Linked DNA regions of Mus musculus: all the other regions are linked to region 3. The links are chromatin contacts, called in public HiChIP or PLAC-seq and promoter capture Hi-C maps. All regions are on one chromosome and are shown on one strand. The core of a region is the stretch at or near the end of the contact, and the rest is flanking DNA. Distances in the headings are between cores, read along the strand shown. Region 1 holds the start of Prdm13 (PR domain containing 13). Region 2 holds the start of Usp45 (ubiquitin specific petidase 45). Region 3 holds the start of Ggh (gamma-glutamyl hydrolase). Region 4 holds the start of Pnisr (PNN interacting serine/arginine-rich). Region 5 holds the start of Faxc (failed axon connections homolog).

Evidence for each region. Promoter capture Hi-C pulls out the DNA fragments that hold promoters and counts their contacts. HiChIP or PLAC-seq counts read pairs in DNA pulled down with a chosen protein or histone mark. Capture Hi-C pulls out chosen DNA fragments and counts their contacts.
Region 1: a contact with region 3 is called in a promoter capture Hi-C map of embryonic stem cells, with 3 times the contacts expected there. The contact joins the promoter of Prdm13 here to the promoter of Ggh in region 3. A contact is called at or near these places in 7 of 39 promoter capture datasets (3T3-L1-derived adipocytes, cranial neural crest, embryonic stem cells and 4 more), 2 of 115 datasets of contacts at active chromatin or transcription factors (embryonic forebrain and stem cell-derived neural progenitor cells) and 1 of 9 other capture datasets (embryonic stem cells).
Region 2: a promoter capture Hi-C map of liver shows a contact between it and region 3, with 5 times the contacts expected there. The contact joins the promoter of Usp45 here to the promoter of Ggh in region 3. A contact is called at or near these places in 6 of 39 promoter capture datasets (the 3T3-L1 cell line, cranial neural crest, hippocampal neurons and 2 more), 2 of 115 datasets of contacts at active chromatin or transcription factors (astrocytes and stem cell-derived neural progenitor cells) and 2 of 9 other capture datasets (adipose tissue and liver).
Region 4: a promoter capture Hi-C map of pre-B cells shows a contact between it and region 3. The contact joins the promoter of Pnisr here to the promoter of Ggh in region 3. A contact is called at or near these places in 5 of 39 promoter capture datasets (the 3T3-L1 cell line, cranial neural crest, hippocampal neurons and 2 more), 2 of 484 Hi-C or Micro-C datasets (B cells and CD4 T cells), 5 of 115 datasets of contacts at active chromatin or transcription factors (astrocytes, double positive thymocytes, large pre-B cells and 2 more) and 2 of 9 other capture datasets (adipose tissue and liver).
Region 5: a contact with region 3 is called in an HNF4G HiChIP or PLAC-seq map of pancreatic cancer cells. The contact joins the promoter of Faxc here to the promoter of Ggh in region 3. A contact is called at or near these places in 2 of 39 promoter capture datasets (cranial neural crest and hippocampal neurons) and 2 of 115 datasets of contacts at active chromatin or transcription factors (pancreatic cancer cells and stem cell-derived neural progenitor cells).

What each region holds. Positions count from the first base shown.
Region 1 is chr4:21,684,551-21,687,253 of GRCm38.p6, reverse strand. It overlaps Prdm13 (PR domain containing 13), which reads left to right and starts at 1,291. Exons shown (of 4, transcript NM_001080771.1): 1 at 1,291-1,743. The coding sequence starts at 1,456.
Region 2 is chr4:21,774,997-21,777,696 of GRCm38.p6, reverse strand. Usp45 (ubiquitin specific petidase 45) reads right to left here and starts at 1,427. Exons shown (of 18, transcript NM_152825.2): 1 at 1,380-1,427.
Region 3 is chr4:20,040,779-20,043,478 of GRCm38.p6, reverse strand. Ggh (gamma-glutamyl hydrolase) reads right to left here and starts at 1,427. Exons shown (of 9, transcript NM_010281.2): 1 at 1,197-1,427. The coding sequence starts at 1,305. It overlaps 4930598A11Rik (a long non-coding RNA gene), which reads left to right and starts at 1,575. Exons shown (of 2, transcript XR_881147.2): 1 at 1,575-2,251.
Region 4 is chr4:21,846,632-21,849,373 of GRCm38.p6, reverse strand. It overlaps Pnisr (PNN interacting serine/arginine-rich), which reads right to left and starts at 1,326. Exons shown (of 11, transcript NM_001369189.1): 1 at 1,235-1,326. It overlaps 4930528A17Rik (RIKEN cDNA 4930528A17 gene), which reads left to right and starts at 926. Exons shown (of 1, transcript NR_028384.1): 1 at 926-2,742.
Region 5 is chr4:21,929,899-21,932,598 of GRCm38.p6, reverse strand. Faxc (failed axon connections homolog) reads right to left here and starts at 1,273. Exons shown (of 6, transcript NM_175234.4): 1 at 770-1,273. The coding sequence starts at 1,035.

The DNA.
Region 1 (2,703 bases), core at 42-2,541, 1.6 Mb before region 3:
AGGTATCTCGAGTCTTGTGAGCACAAGTTTCCAACAGAGGGCAGCTTAATAAGCGACTTTAAGGGCCCTCTTCAAACTTGCAACAGAGTTGTTACTTTGCTCCCCTGACATCCGGTAGCCAGAGCCTCTCCAGGTTCTGGCGGGATAACTGCAACTTCTTGGTCAAGGCCACAGGGAGGAAGCAGTGAGCGCTTTGCTCAGGGTCCTCTGTTCTACTTTCTGTGAGCACTGGATGAAGTGGGGGGTGGGAACAAGATGGGGGTGAGGACACCACAGCATTGGGGCCTCTGCAGGAGTTTCTTGGTGGCTCCAGTAATGGCAGCGTGGGGTTTGGGGAAAGGTGCCCAGGATTGACCCAAATACCCTCTAGGGCACTCCTTTCCCCGTTGGGAGACGGAGAGATGACTTTGGTGGTGGTGGTTTGCTTTAAAAATAAGGTTTAAAACAATATCCTTTTGGTTATGGAGAAATTAGTGTCAGGACTTTCTAACCACCCCCCCCCCCATTTCAACTTAAAGCAAAACAAGGTTTGAATTGATTGCCGGTGGGAAGACGTGATTAATAATCCCGAAGGAGAACTTCCCAGGTCTTCAACGCTGCAGCTCCATCCGCAGAGCAGATCTCCTACGAAGCTGTTGGCTTTGTGGCCGCTTCCTACTCTCAGAGAAAGTGTGGACCCTGAGTGCTACAGGGAGATGGAGACGTAATACTCAGTTGGCTTTCGCCCTCTCAAATACTTCTGGTGGTTTCATATTTGGGGGTAGATCGAGGTCTAGGAAAGAACTAAAGCGGTTCTAAACTGTGGACTGGCCTGAACCCAATCCCTGAAATGGTACTATGGTCGTTATTTAAAAAGTGTAGGTATTTTCTGGTGTTTTCCCATCAAGTACCTGCCTAATTTCTGTATGGCACACGCCAGAAATCAATAGAAGTTAACAAGTCCTCCAAACAGTCCCCGTCCCTTTGTTTAATCTCCTTTACAATAAAGCCAAGGGGAGAGAATTAAGAATCTTTGAAGTAGACCAAGGCTCAAAGGAATCAGCCAAGTAGACTTAAAGTAGTCACTTATTTCCCAAAACTGGTTTGTCGGTGAACAATAAAAGGAAGTAAAATTTATGGAGAAATTATACAGTGGATTTGTCACTTAAAATATCGTAACTGTCTCAGGGACAATACCCCATGCTGAGGATTAATGGTCCCGCCGGACCTTTGATTCACCAGCGCCTTTTCTTCGCCCTTGACAAATTGGATTTTTAGGAATGGGAAGGTCGCCTGGACCATTGTGTGCTAGCCATTCAGAGGCCTCGATTATGCAGGGGGCTGAGGGAACCACTCCATGTGACCCTCTCGGGTGGGACTCTGCAGCTGCTTCACAGCGCAACTCTCTCACCAAACTCCGCGCCCTTGCGCTCGCAGTGCCAAAAGGCGCCCGCCCGGATTGAAAAGGCGCAGTGCATGCCCGCCCACGTCACTCCGCGGACAGAAGACGCACGTCGGGGTGCGGGTCCCTCCTCTGCATGCGGCTGCTCCTGGTTCTGTCACTTGCGCCCCGTGGAGGACCCCGCGAGCCCCAGCGTCTGCCTGGCGGCGGTGGCAACAATGCACGGAACTTCTCGCACTTCGGCCACCAGCGTGAACGCTGACTGCTGCATCCCGGCTGGCTTGCGCCTTGGGCCGGTGCCTGGCACCTTCAAGCTGGGCAAGTACCTGTCAGATCGCAGGGAACCAGGGCCCAAGAAAAAGGTACTGGGCCATTCTGGATCTCCGTCCCTTGCCTCTCACCTCCTATTTCCCTGATCCAGAAAAAGGGGTAGAGACGAGCAGCAGAGAAAAGGGATACCTGATAAATCTGCAGGACAGAATTATCTGATTATCCTTAGCAAGTCTGATAACTGAGCTGGACGTGGGGCCGGCTAACGGGAGGGCAGAGCTAAGCTGGAACAGACCTTAGTGCGCCAGGGTCTGTAGGTATGGGGGGCCTCTGGGAACCGGTGATTTCTCAGCGCTCCAGGATGTCCTCAGCAAGGTGATGGAGACTCCTAGCTCCCACCTCAGTCTTTGCCTTCCTTGCAAAGGTACCATTTTCGTTGTAGTCATAGGACGGAGAGGACTTTTCTCCTCTTCTCTTTACTAATATGAAGCTTACATTTTTGTTTTAAACAATTTAATTCCATTTCACCGAAGAGATAGTCCTTGGGAGGCTCTTAGATCTGGGAATATATCCCCACTCAAACCCCTTTTGCTTGTAGGTTTGTGTAGGAGATGGAGAGGGGATGAGCAAGGTGATTAATTTTGATGTCTGTTGAGAGGTAGGGGAGCCCACCCTCGAAAGAACACCTAGTTAAACCTTGTGGCTGGCTCTTAGAGTCTGAGGCCCCAGGTACAACTCTCCCACTCTGACCCCCCTAACCTCAACACACCCCCAGGATCCCTGACCAGAGAGGGAAAGTAAAGACTCTTGATCGCAGCGGGTGGGGTGGGGGGCGCTTTAGTAGCCAAGGACTGGCAGACAGCAACCAGGGAATGAAATGGAACGCTTGTTTAAAAGAGAAAGACCTTGGTTTTAGTAACCTCCTAGAGCTTTCTTATAAGAAGTATCTTTCATAGGAGGAGCAGGGCCAGCATCTTTCTCCGGTGCTAGAAAGCCCGGTGTCTCTCATCCCAGGCAACACCGGGTTTTGAAGCTCACCACGCCTCTCTCTT
Region 2 (2,700 bases), core at 178-2,677, 1.7 Mb before region 3:
TCAAAGGCTTTCCATTATCAAAATTGTGTCTGGAAACCTCCAAGTCTCTCCTGGCACTGAGGAGTCAAGAGGACTGACTCACAGGATTCAGCACATGGTTGTATATTTCATGGTACATTCTATGAACACTCAACCCGACTAGACTGGAAAAGGGTACTTTGCCCATAACTTCCATAAAGTCTCTCTCTTCAGGTGGGTAAGACAAGGACTAAGCAGCAACATGAATCTGGGTTCAGGGGAACCCATTAGAGACTTGGAGCACAGAAACTGTATGGTAACTGGTCATTTTGGCATGAAACATAATGCTGAGTATAGAACAATTACTACTACATCAGAACATGCCCAAACTCCAAGTTTTAAGATGCCAAACAAGGGCCAATGTTGCAGGCAGAGCCATCAAAGGACAGAAGTTTCAGGCCTGACTTCACCACAAACATGTTCTGGCTTTTTCTTTCTTTCTTTTTTTTTTTTTTTTTTGAGGTTTTGCAAACATCAAACGTTACAGCTTTCTTTTAAAACATAAATCTATTGATGTATTTTATATGTATGGCTGTGCACGTGTTTAGTGTTTCGATTTGCATTAGTGAGGTCAGAGTAGCTTCTCTCTTTCACCTCGTGGGTCCAGGAGATTGAACCATCAGGTTTGGCGACCTGCTGAGACGTCAACTTCAGCTTTTAATTTAAATATTATCTAGCACTTGCGTTACCTCTAACAAAGGATGTACGGCTAACGCAATTAATATCACACTTTTCAACTGGCTACAAGCTTCCCTTGTCAAATTGGTTTTTGTTTTGATTTTTTTTTAAGTTTTGGGCTGCTATTCTCCAGCGTGAGAAGAGGAAATGCAAACATCTTCCTTTTAGATACCCGGGCTCAAAACACTCAATTCTATGAACCTCTTACAAGCACTTTGAGATACGTCACTATCATCATCCTTAATTTACACTTGGAACTGGATAGAGGTAAAGTGACTTGCAGAAGTCCGGGAGCCGGACGTGGGCTCAGGTATAGGATCGACCCCTAACCTAATATTTGGCGTCGCCAAAAAGCTGTGTCTAGGCTCTTCGTCAGGCCATGAATGCACCCCAAGTTAGCAGAGCGGGATGTGCTGCGAGGGGAGACCCCGAGGGGACAAGCGGACGCTGCATGCCCGGGTCACCAAAAAGACGAGACTCGGCCTGGCTCCCTCCCCGACCCCGGCTCTTCCCCCCTGCCGCCAGCACTCGGCCCGGGAGGCCGCCTGGTGCCTTTGTGAATCTGGACGCGAGGGTAGGCTAGGAAACCTCTCTTTCTAGGCTGGTTGACGTACAGGAAGGTCTCGTCGCCCAAGCGAAGACACAGTGGTTACAGTGACCCCAAAGCCTGGGCCCCAACTCACCCCGCCCGCCGGGCCGCAGCTTCCACACGCAGGAGCTTCTGCGCCTGTGCAGAGGGGAACCCGGAGAAGGCGGGGCTTGGCGTCCTGGGCGGGGGCGAGGGCGGGGTCTGGTGTTCTGGGTGGGCCGAAGGCGGGACTTTGAGTCCAGACCCAGATCTGGGTTTTCCTTTGGCGGCTTGGAGGTTGGAGCATGGTGGAGGAGTGTAGATGGGATGAGGGGATGGCGCCCTGCAGCCAACTGATTACAGTGCCAGCCACGGGGCCTGGATGCAGGCGCTGGCTTTAGTGAGCTGCGTCCCACTTGCTGGGTGCCTTTTAAGACAGCTTCCCTTGTTCCATCACCCAACTCGGAACCTAAAGTCGCATCTGAGATTCACTCTATATGATTTTAACGTTTTATTTCACGTGGTTCTCACTTCTGAACTAGATTGTACATCACACCTGTAATTCTGCTCAATCCGATCATCTGTTACAACAATGTACACCTTGCTTTTGAGTAAAAACAGTTGGTTTGAAATTTTGTTGTGGGGCTGGAGAGATGACTCAGTGGTTAAGAACACTGACTACTCATCCTGAGATCCTCAGTTCAATTCCCAGCAACCACATGGTGTCTCAGAACCATCTGTAATGGGATCCGATACCCTCTTCCTGTTACAAAAAATAAAAAAATTTAAAAAACAAAAAATAATTTCTTGCAAGCACTAGTTGATGAGCCACAGTCTTTCACAAGGGACAAGTTGTGACCTAATGGATCGTGTGCTGGGGTTGGAGTTTAAAAGAGTTCAGTTAAGAACCAAAAGCTGACTGGGTTTGTTGTTGTGGTTTGTTGTTTCCACTTTTTTTTTTTTTTTTAACTTAAAAATCTAATTCATTTCCATGGGGAAACTTGGCAAAGGAGAGAACTCTTCCTTTATGTTGTTTATAGGAACCATTCATTAGACAAATGCAGTGGAATACAAGCATGCTGGTCAAGATACTAGGTATGGGGTACATAATTGTCTTTTAGAAGGTCATTTTCTTCCAGGGAAAAAAAGAAATGCTGCATCTGTAAGAACAGTTTGGGTTATGATATAATTCCAAAGTCTATATACAAATTTCAAATTTGTCTGTATAAATATCAAGTTTCATATGTTAGTATTGAATTTGAAATAGACTATGTAAAAGATGCAAAAATTTGCATCCTAAATTGTGTCAGGTTTTTGTTTTTTGTTTTTTTCTGGTTTTTCTTTCTTTTTTTTTTTATTAGATCTTTTCTTTATATATATTTCAAATTTCAAATGCTATCCGGAAAGTTCCCTATACCCCCCACCCCGCCCTGCTC
Region 3 (2,700 bases), core at 178-2,677:
CGGACCACTCCTGAATACATAAAACAAGTTTCTAGTTTCTCTTTAGTGTTCAACTTCAAGGAAGAAAAAAATAAGATAAATGTCAAATTCCTACATTTGTCTACCTATAAATTTCTTTTGTCAACTTTAACTACAGGCTGATTTCTCCTTGGATGCTATCAAATGTCTGACATGAATGCAAACCAGTTTTACCCTGATTGAAACATAAATATGCCAGACAGAAACAATGTCACGATTTGGCTGAGATAAAATGAATATTCAAATCCTCAAAGTCGATGTTGATACTTGATGCTAAAAATGGCAAAGTCCAAGTCCAGGACACACTTTAGTTTCTTACCTATTTCATGTGTGTGTGTATGTGTGTGTGTGTGTGTGTGTGTGTGTGTGTGTGTTGTATCTTCATGTATGTCCTGGAGCAAAGAAACGTAAGTTTTACCTGTGTGCAGAATTTCTGGGATTGGAAAGGCAGGGAAAATGGTGGAAACACAGGTCAGGAAAAGCACCCATCACCCTGAAATCTGACTAAATCCTCTCACCAGTTAACACTCAAGAGTAAACTAACATTTTTAAGGTCTTTCTCCCTTCTCTGTTATTTCCTCTGATATTTCACTGGAAACTTCATGTACAGTAAAAGACACATACTAACCCCTTGTGCAACACTAGTAGCTCCTTGCTCTTATCTTATTCAAGGCACCTCTGCAGCCGTCCTATAATCTTAATTATCATTATGGACTACGAGAACAGGAATAAAGAGTGAGATCCTCTGGAAACTTCTTGAACTACGAAATTGAGCACTAGGTCAGCCGAGGTGGAGTCTTCTCTGAGAAACCCACAGCACGATTTCTCCTCTGCTTCCTTCTTAACTTGAGCTCTTCTCTTCCTACTTCTGATACATCCTAGCTTGGTTCACACTGACTGTCCTTAAAATTCTTTTCCCGCACGGAAACCTCAAATCCTGGGTTTGCCTCAACTGTGGTTCCTAAAAGTTACGGGACCGCCTCTAGCTGCTTTGGGTGCCAAGTAGTAGCGAAGAGCTGAGCCTTCATTGGGATCCCGATCCTCCAGATGCAGAGGTCTCTAGAAGGACATCAGCATAAGGTCCCATTGATGAGAAGCGCGCCGCGGGGTCTGCACCGCTGAGAAACAGAGCGCCTCGCAGACTACCGGTCCGCAACACCTGCCCCAAGCCTCCTTACCGATGATGGGCCTCTCGGAGCCATGGTTGTAGGGTCTGGACATCCCGGGACTTGAAAGCCCGCATAGTAGCAAACCCAACAAGCACAGCAGGTAGCCCAGGTTCGCCATCGCGATCGCAATCGCAATCCGGCCTCCGCCCCCACTTAAAAAGGTTCTTCAGCCAGGCGCGCGCCCGGCGGCCAGGTTGGGGCGCGGTCTCGCGGCCTGGGCGGTGCCAAGCTCGAGGGCGCGCAAGGCCGCGCCGCTCAGGCCTCTGGGAAGTGCAGTCCGGGTGCTTGCGGTGCGGAGCTGGGCGGGCCGGGCGGGGGCGGGGCCGGGGGGCGGGCCGGGGGGCGGGCCGAGGCGGGCCGGGGGCGGGCCGAGGCGGGCCGGGGGCGGGCCGGGGACAGAAGGCTCTGGGAGCGTGCTCCAAGCTTGTCCATCGCCCAACGCGCGACCTGCAACTCGCATCCCGCGGCCCAGCGAGTGGCACGCGCGCGAAGGCAGCTGTGGAGACCTCTGAATGCTCCCTGTGAACTCTTATGTGGCCTGGCGAGGTCACCTACACCAAGTGGATACGACCACCCCGGGACCTGATGGCGAGCTCGGGTCCCACCTGGCTCTGTGCGGTAACCAAGCAGCAAGGCCCGCAAGGTTCTAGAAGTTACCAGAGAACTATGCTGCATAAACGCATAGGTTTTCTGGCTTTGATATCCTGACAGCATTCGATGTTAGGACAGGGGTTCACTTCCGAAAAACCACTGATAACATATTTATTTGGGCACAAGGATGTCTGGAGGAAGTAAAAAGCACAGAGTACTTAGAGTACTTGTGTCTCCCTTTCCTTTAGAACCCTGTCAAGGGAAGGGGCTGATTCTTGCCACCTAGCCCCCCAAAAAACAATACCAGGCCACACTCGATACAAAGTGCTTGATTAACTTCGCTGTTACCAGCAACCCCAGAAAACCACTAGTATCTTATAAAATGATAAGAGCAAAGCTAAGCAGTTAAAAACTCAGGTTGACTAATATATTTTGAATGTTCAAATGCATGCACTCATAGCCAGCAGCACAAGGTAAGTTTCTTCCTATCAAGGTTCAACTAAACTCCAGGTTAAAATAGAAAATCTGTTGAAGATGAAACGGTATTTTGAATGGTGTTATTTGTGTAAGAGGTATACAATTTAGGGGGAAAAACATACAATGTGACTTGTGGAAAACTAGTGACAAGGTTCTGGCATTCATCAAGAAATGCAATACATTGTTTAGTTTAGCAAGACTATTGTAGACTGGAGTGTCGAAAGATATTGAGAAAATGCAAAGCAGGATTGAGCCTGAGTTGATAAGGATCTATTGCAAATATGCATCCATGCCTCTGGAGCAGCATCTATCCACAAAGGAGGAAAATTATCTGCTATTATTCACAAAAATAAAATCCAGATAGAGAAAAGATACAAAGGGGAAAGGGGAAATACTAGACTTTGGTATGAAAATATAAATTATATGTGTATCCATTCATAACTTT
Region 4 (2,742 bases), core at 77-2,576, 1.8 Mb before region 3:
AGCAGCTACAGCACCGGCTGCTCTTGCAGAGGACCTGCCTCCAGTTGCCAGCACCTCATGGCAACTCACAACCATCTGTAACTTCAGTTCCAGGGGATCTCCACAGAAAAATACTATCTTTTTTTAAAAATGATTTTTTTCTTTAACTAAGGAAATAGGAGCATGCCCTCAATTAATAATGTAACAACATTGTTCCATTAATAGTAAAAAAAAACAAAAAAACGTGTCATGGAAGTATATGTTACTGAGAAAATAAAACACGTGGTTATACACTAGCTGTTTAATTTTTCTATAATTAAATTAAGTTCTAGGGCTTGATGTGGTAGTGAATACATTTAATTCCAGCATTCATGAGCGAAGGCAGGAGTTCCAGGCCAGCCAGGATCATATAATGAGGCTCAAAAAAGTCCTTAAATATAAAGCTTACTTATGTTTTAAATTGTGTGTCTTAAGAATATCCGAGAACTCATTACGTCTCCCCTGATGCTTTAGAAAACCACCCCACAAATAAAGTCTTTACTGTTCTGGTTTGGTTTTAGCTGGATGTACTCAAAAAAAAAAAAAAATCCAAGATTGTTTTTGTTTTATCTAGGGTTAGGAAGAGAAAAGGTAAATGAAGTATTAAAGACTGCTAATTTAATCAAGCACAGTCAAAATTTGCTCAGTGCCCAGTTTTGTTAAGATGACACTATTATCCACAAAACTACGAAACAACTGAAATATAGGATACTACTTGTTTCCTCAGTGATGCTTAACACATAATACCCATCACTGGGTAAAAACACCAAAACTAAGCAACTAAATGATACTTGTCTAGGACGCAGCAGAAAGCGGTTGCGCCTGCGTAGTGCGAGTCGCAGAGTCGAAGTTCCAGATCCCGGCCCCCGCCGCCTCCGCCCCTCCACACTCCCTGCCCCTCAAGGGTTCCCACTGCGCACGCGCACTGCTTAACGGCCGCTCAGGCGCCCAACAATTAGTCCCTTGCCTTCTCAAAGGAAACTCTTAGTTCGAAGAATGGGTCGTGAGCCCTCTCCTTAGCCAAAGGCGGTTCCCTTCGGGCGACAGCGGCTCTCTCGCTCACTCTCTCGGGCGGACGCCGGAGCTTCTCCGGAATGAGGTTCTGGCGGTGGCGCCAAGCAGCGTACGCAGCCTGAGTCCCGCTCCGTTCGCCACACTGACCCAGAGGACTTTAGTCCTCCGGCAGGTCCCCCGGGGTAAACTGCTCGTCGCTTACCCGCTCCGGTTCCGGAATACCGCTGTCGCCACCGTTCCTGTAATTCTCTCCAACCTTTCGATGCTTCTACTTCTTCATGAACAAGACAAGATGGCGCCCGGTGGTTCTCACCCGGAAGTGAATGATAATAACATCCGCTTTTCGGCTGAAGTCACACTGATTCTCAGCCAGGCTTACGACCATGTGATCTTACCGACGGGACGAGTCCGCGCCATTTTTGTTGAGGGCAAACCCAACCCACCTCGAGTTGGACCCTCTTGTGTGTGAAGCCCGTGTCATACCCGACACATTTTCATTTGTACAGCCAGCACAAAGCCGAGCCTAACGTTCCGGTACAATGGACGGAATTTAGTAAACTTTAGGCAGGAGACCCTCGAAGAGCAAATGCGTTCTAAGAATCAGTTCCGCTTTGGGAAGGATGCTGAATCGCTTTGCCTCTTTCAGACTACGGAGAGGACCGCAAGTCAAACCCTGCCAACTTGGAACTCACTGTGCCAGGCCTGAGTCGCAGAGCCTGAGTTCTGGAAGCAGGGTGTTTGCTAGGTCTCCTTGTTCACCTCCTAGCATCGCGCCCCCTGGTGGGAACATTTACTCAGTTCAACTTCGCTCAGCTACTCTTTAAGGAAAAGTAACTGAGAAGCAGAGTTTCCACTGGTCCTTCCTTACCTAAACTCCAAGATGGCCTCCCGAAAGGAGGTAAAAGGTGTTTAGCGTGAACAATGTTCATATATCTAAAATGTCAACTTTCCAGACTAGGAGTTTAATTACAAAAGGAAACAAAAATTCTAAGAAACACAGCATTCTTAACCTAAATATTGGAAAATGACTTTCTTGAAATGTCAGTGTAACTAAAAAGAGTTATGAAGGAGAATTCCAGGAAAAAGTCTGTGTCTGCAAAGATTGATTGGAGCTTCAGTGATGTGGAGAGGTTGGAATTTTACAAGTCCAGAGGCTAATTACCCAATCTGGCCCTAGCTTTACCCACGAATTGCCAGTCTTTGCCAACCTCCCCATATTAGAGCTAAATCCTGTGACTAATAGATTAAAAACCTTTTAGAACTTTTAAAAAAATGATTTATTTATTTTTATTTTATGTGTATTGGTGTTTTGCCTGCGTGCATGTCTGTGTGAGGGTGTCAAATCACTTGTTGCTGGACTACAGATAGTTGTAAGCTGCCATGTGGGTACTAGGAATTGAACTCTGGTACCAGCGCTATTAACCACTGCCCCAGCCTTTGGAACTTTTTAACTTAGCTGACTCCCAGTTTCCACCAACCCAAGAGCTAAGAATGTTATCAGATAGCATCTGCAGCGATGTAAAAAGTGTCCCCATCTTGCTGTAGCTTCTGTGATGTACACACCAATGTATCTTAAGCCTGCCTTGGTTTATGACTGTCTGTTCTTTAAAAACTATAAAATGTCATGAAACCACTTCCGTGTTATAAAAGAAATTTGGCATAACTGTGTTCCTTGTGCCATGGACATTCAAATGTGGCTCCACAATAAAC
Region 5 (2,700 bases), core at 24-2,523, 1.9 Mb before region 3:
ACAGCAGGGGCATCCATTTATTGTAATTTTCAAGTCAGCCCTGTACACATTCTGCGGCAGGCAGCCATGAAACTGTTTACAGCCCAGGGAGACTCCCTGTTATGCCAAGTGCTCCATGTGCTAGCGCTGCCCTCAGATCTCCTACCGCTCGCAGAATGATTGTATTTAAGCTTGAAGGTGCTTACAGTTCCACACCAGATAAGCAGGTAAGCAGGTTAAGGCTGCATCAAAACTGAACAGGGTTACACCAAGCTTCTGCAACTGCAGCCTCCTAATAATGTTGACATTTATAAAGAAGAGTAAGAGAGAACTAACCTTTTAGGTAAAGATGAGGTTAATAGTTAATGTTCCAGCATCATTACCCATAAACCAATTAGGCGTTTATAAAAGTGTACCTTAGTATTTCTACAGAGCTTTATTCTATTGTTACGAATGCACTGATTGCAGTTAGACTCTTCCTATGGGCTTTAGCAGATTGTTTATATCCATAACACTGGTGACTCACAGCACTTTGCTTTTAGCATCGAAATGATGGAAGGAAAACGCTTTCTTTCCCTTCCCAATTTAACCCTCCCATCAACTCTAAATGGCTCCTTACAAGTGGCCAGGTGACCGTGAAACGCCTTAGGGGGTTAGAGGATGAGAGAGGACGCTTGGACCTTTGGGCGGCGGGACCTAGGGGCTGGTTCCGGAACCCCCTTTGAGCCAGCCCTACCCGGGCTAGCTGCCCTGGTCAGTGCCCGCTTCGGGGGCCCTCTCTCCGGCTCACCTAATGACCAGGAGTTCGTGGAGCAGATACGCAGCCGCGGCCAGCAAAGCTCCCCCGGTCAAATAAAGGGTTTTCTTCCACCAGGGATCCGAGCCCAGCCCTGCCATGATCCCACCGTAATCCTGCAAAGGGAAAGCGATGATGTCCCCATAAAAGGAGAAGGGCTCCTCGGACCCGGCCCACCAGCCGAAGAAGGAGATGCTCTGGTTCCAGCTCAGGTCCACCACGCACGGCCTGGACGAGGCAAAGCCAACCCCCCAGTGCATGCTGCGCGGCTGGCTCCGGGCGCCCCTCCCAGGGCCCGCGCCGCCCGCATGGGAAGAGGCCGGCGCCCGGGCGAGCGGGCGGGTTCAGCGGTGCGCAGGGGGCGCGGGCGGAGGCGACGGCGGAAGGACGCGGACGGCGAGCGGAGATCTGGGATGGCTGGGCCCCCGGGCCCGGCGAGGCAGCGGCGGCCGCCGGCCTCCCTGGCCGAGGCCTCTCGCAGGCGCTCTTTGTGTCAGCGCGTGGAAAGGGCCACGTGATGTCATTGCTCCCCTGGGCCCGGCAACAGAGGCGGGATAATGTCACCTACCCCGCGCCCTGCCCCCGCCCCGCATCCCCGCGGTGCGCTGCCTCTGCTCGGCCGCAGCTGCGGGGCTGGACGCCCGGGCTCGGGGAGGCGGGCGGCGCGGGAGGCTGCGATGGCTGCGGCTGAGCCGAGCCCAGAGCCGCCGCCCTCGGTTCCACCCGCTCCCGCCCGCAGGCGCCTTGCGGAGCGCAGGGAACTCACCTGCCCTGAGCCACAGACCGGAAACCTTGGGCCAGGGCAGATTAAGGTCGGGAGCGTCTGTCTGCTCTCATTGCTTTAAAGAGCTCAGGTAAGCACAGTCACCTAGGTCCCAGGCAAGGTGCTGATGAAGTGATTGAGGTCCGCCTTGACAAATAACAGCAGAAAGTACTCTAGGTGAGAAATCTTCCCACCTTGGAAATCGTTACCAAGGATATCGCTGATACAGGATGGTCCCTTTGGGTGCTGAAAATTTGTAAAATAAGCAACTGTGTATTAAATGGTTTTCCCACTCTGGGTAACCCTGAAGAGATCGATTAGAGATTGGATTTAGGGCCTTATACATGGCAGGCACGCTCTCTACCAACATGGAATGTTCTAGATCCTTTAAATCCTTAAATGTAGACCATGTGTTCTAGCCAGAGCATGGGCAGTTTCAGTTTAGAGGAAATAAAAATATTGAAGACATATGATTTGTCACAATTTAAAATTCAAGTATGACTATAAGAATACATCTGTCCCCCAATACAGTAGAGACTGGGGTGCTGATGAAAGGGGCTCCCATTTCCTGGATTTCACCCCCTTAGAATAAACAGGTTGTACAGTCATGCTAGAAATAAAACAAAAGATTGTTTACCACCATAGCTAGAGAAGGAGGCCCTACCCAAGTTGTCACGAATTTTAGGGTCATCCCAAAGGGAGTTAAAGACCTCTCAGGATGTGTAGTCTGACATGAACTTCCATGAGAAGGAGACAGCAATCAGCCCAATGCAGTGACAGAGGAGGCCAACAGAAGGCCAGCCTGGGCCAGATACCAAGGAGCTACAGGGTGTCATCCCCCACACACTAACACAATACACACATCCTGCAAGGCACTGCAGCACTAGGTGGGACTAGGGGCATCCTCTCCCACTGAGACAAGATGAGGTGGTCCATTTAGGGGTGCGGGATCCACAGGCAGGCAACAGGCCCTGCACCAGTTGTTGGGGGACTGGAAGACTGACTCTTTAAAGAACCGCTTCTTTTCTTTCGTTTTTTCAAGGCAGGGTTTCTCTGTGTAGCCCTGGTTGTCCTGGAACTCACTCTGTAGACCAGACTGGCCTCGAACTCAGAAATCCGCCTGCCTCTGCCTCCCAAGTGCTGGGATTAAAGGCATGTGCGA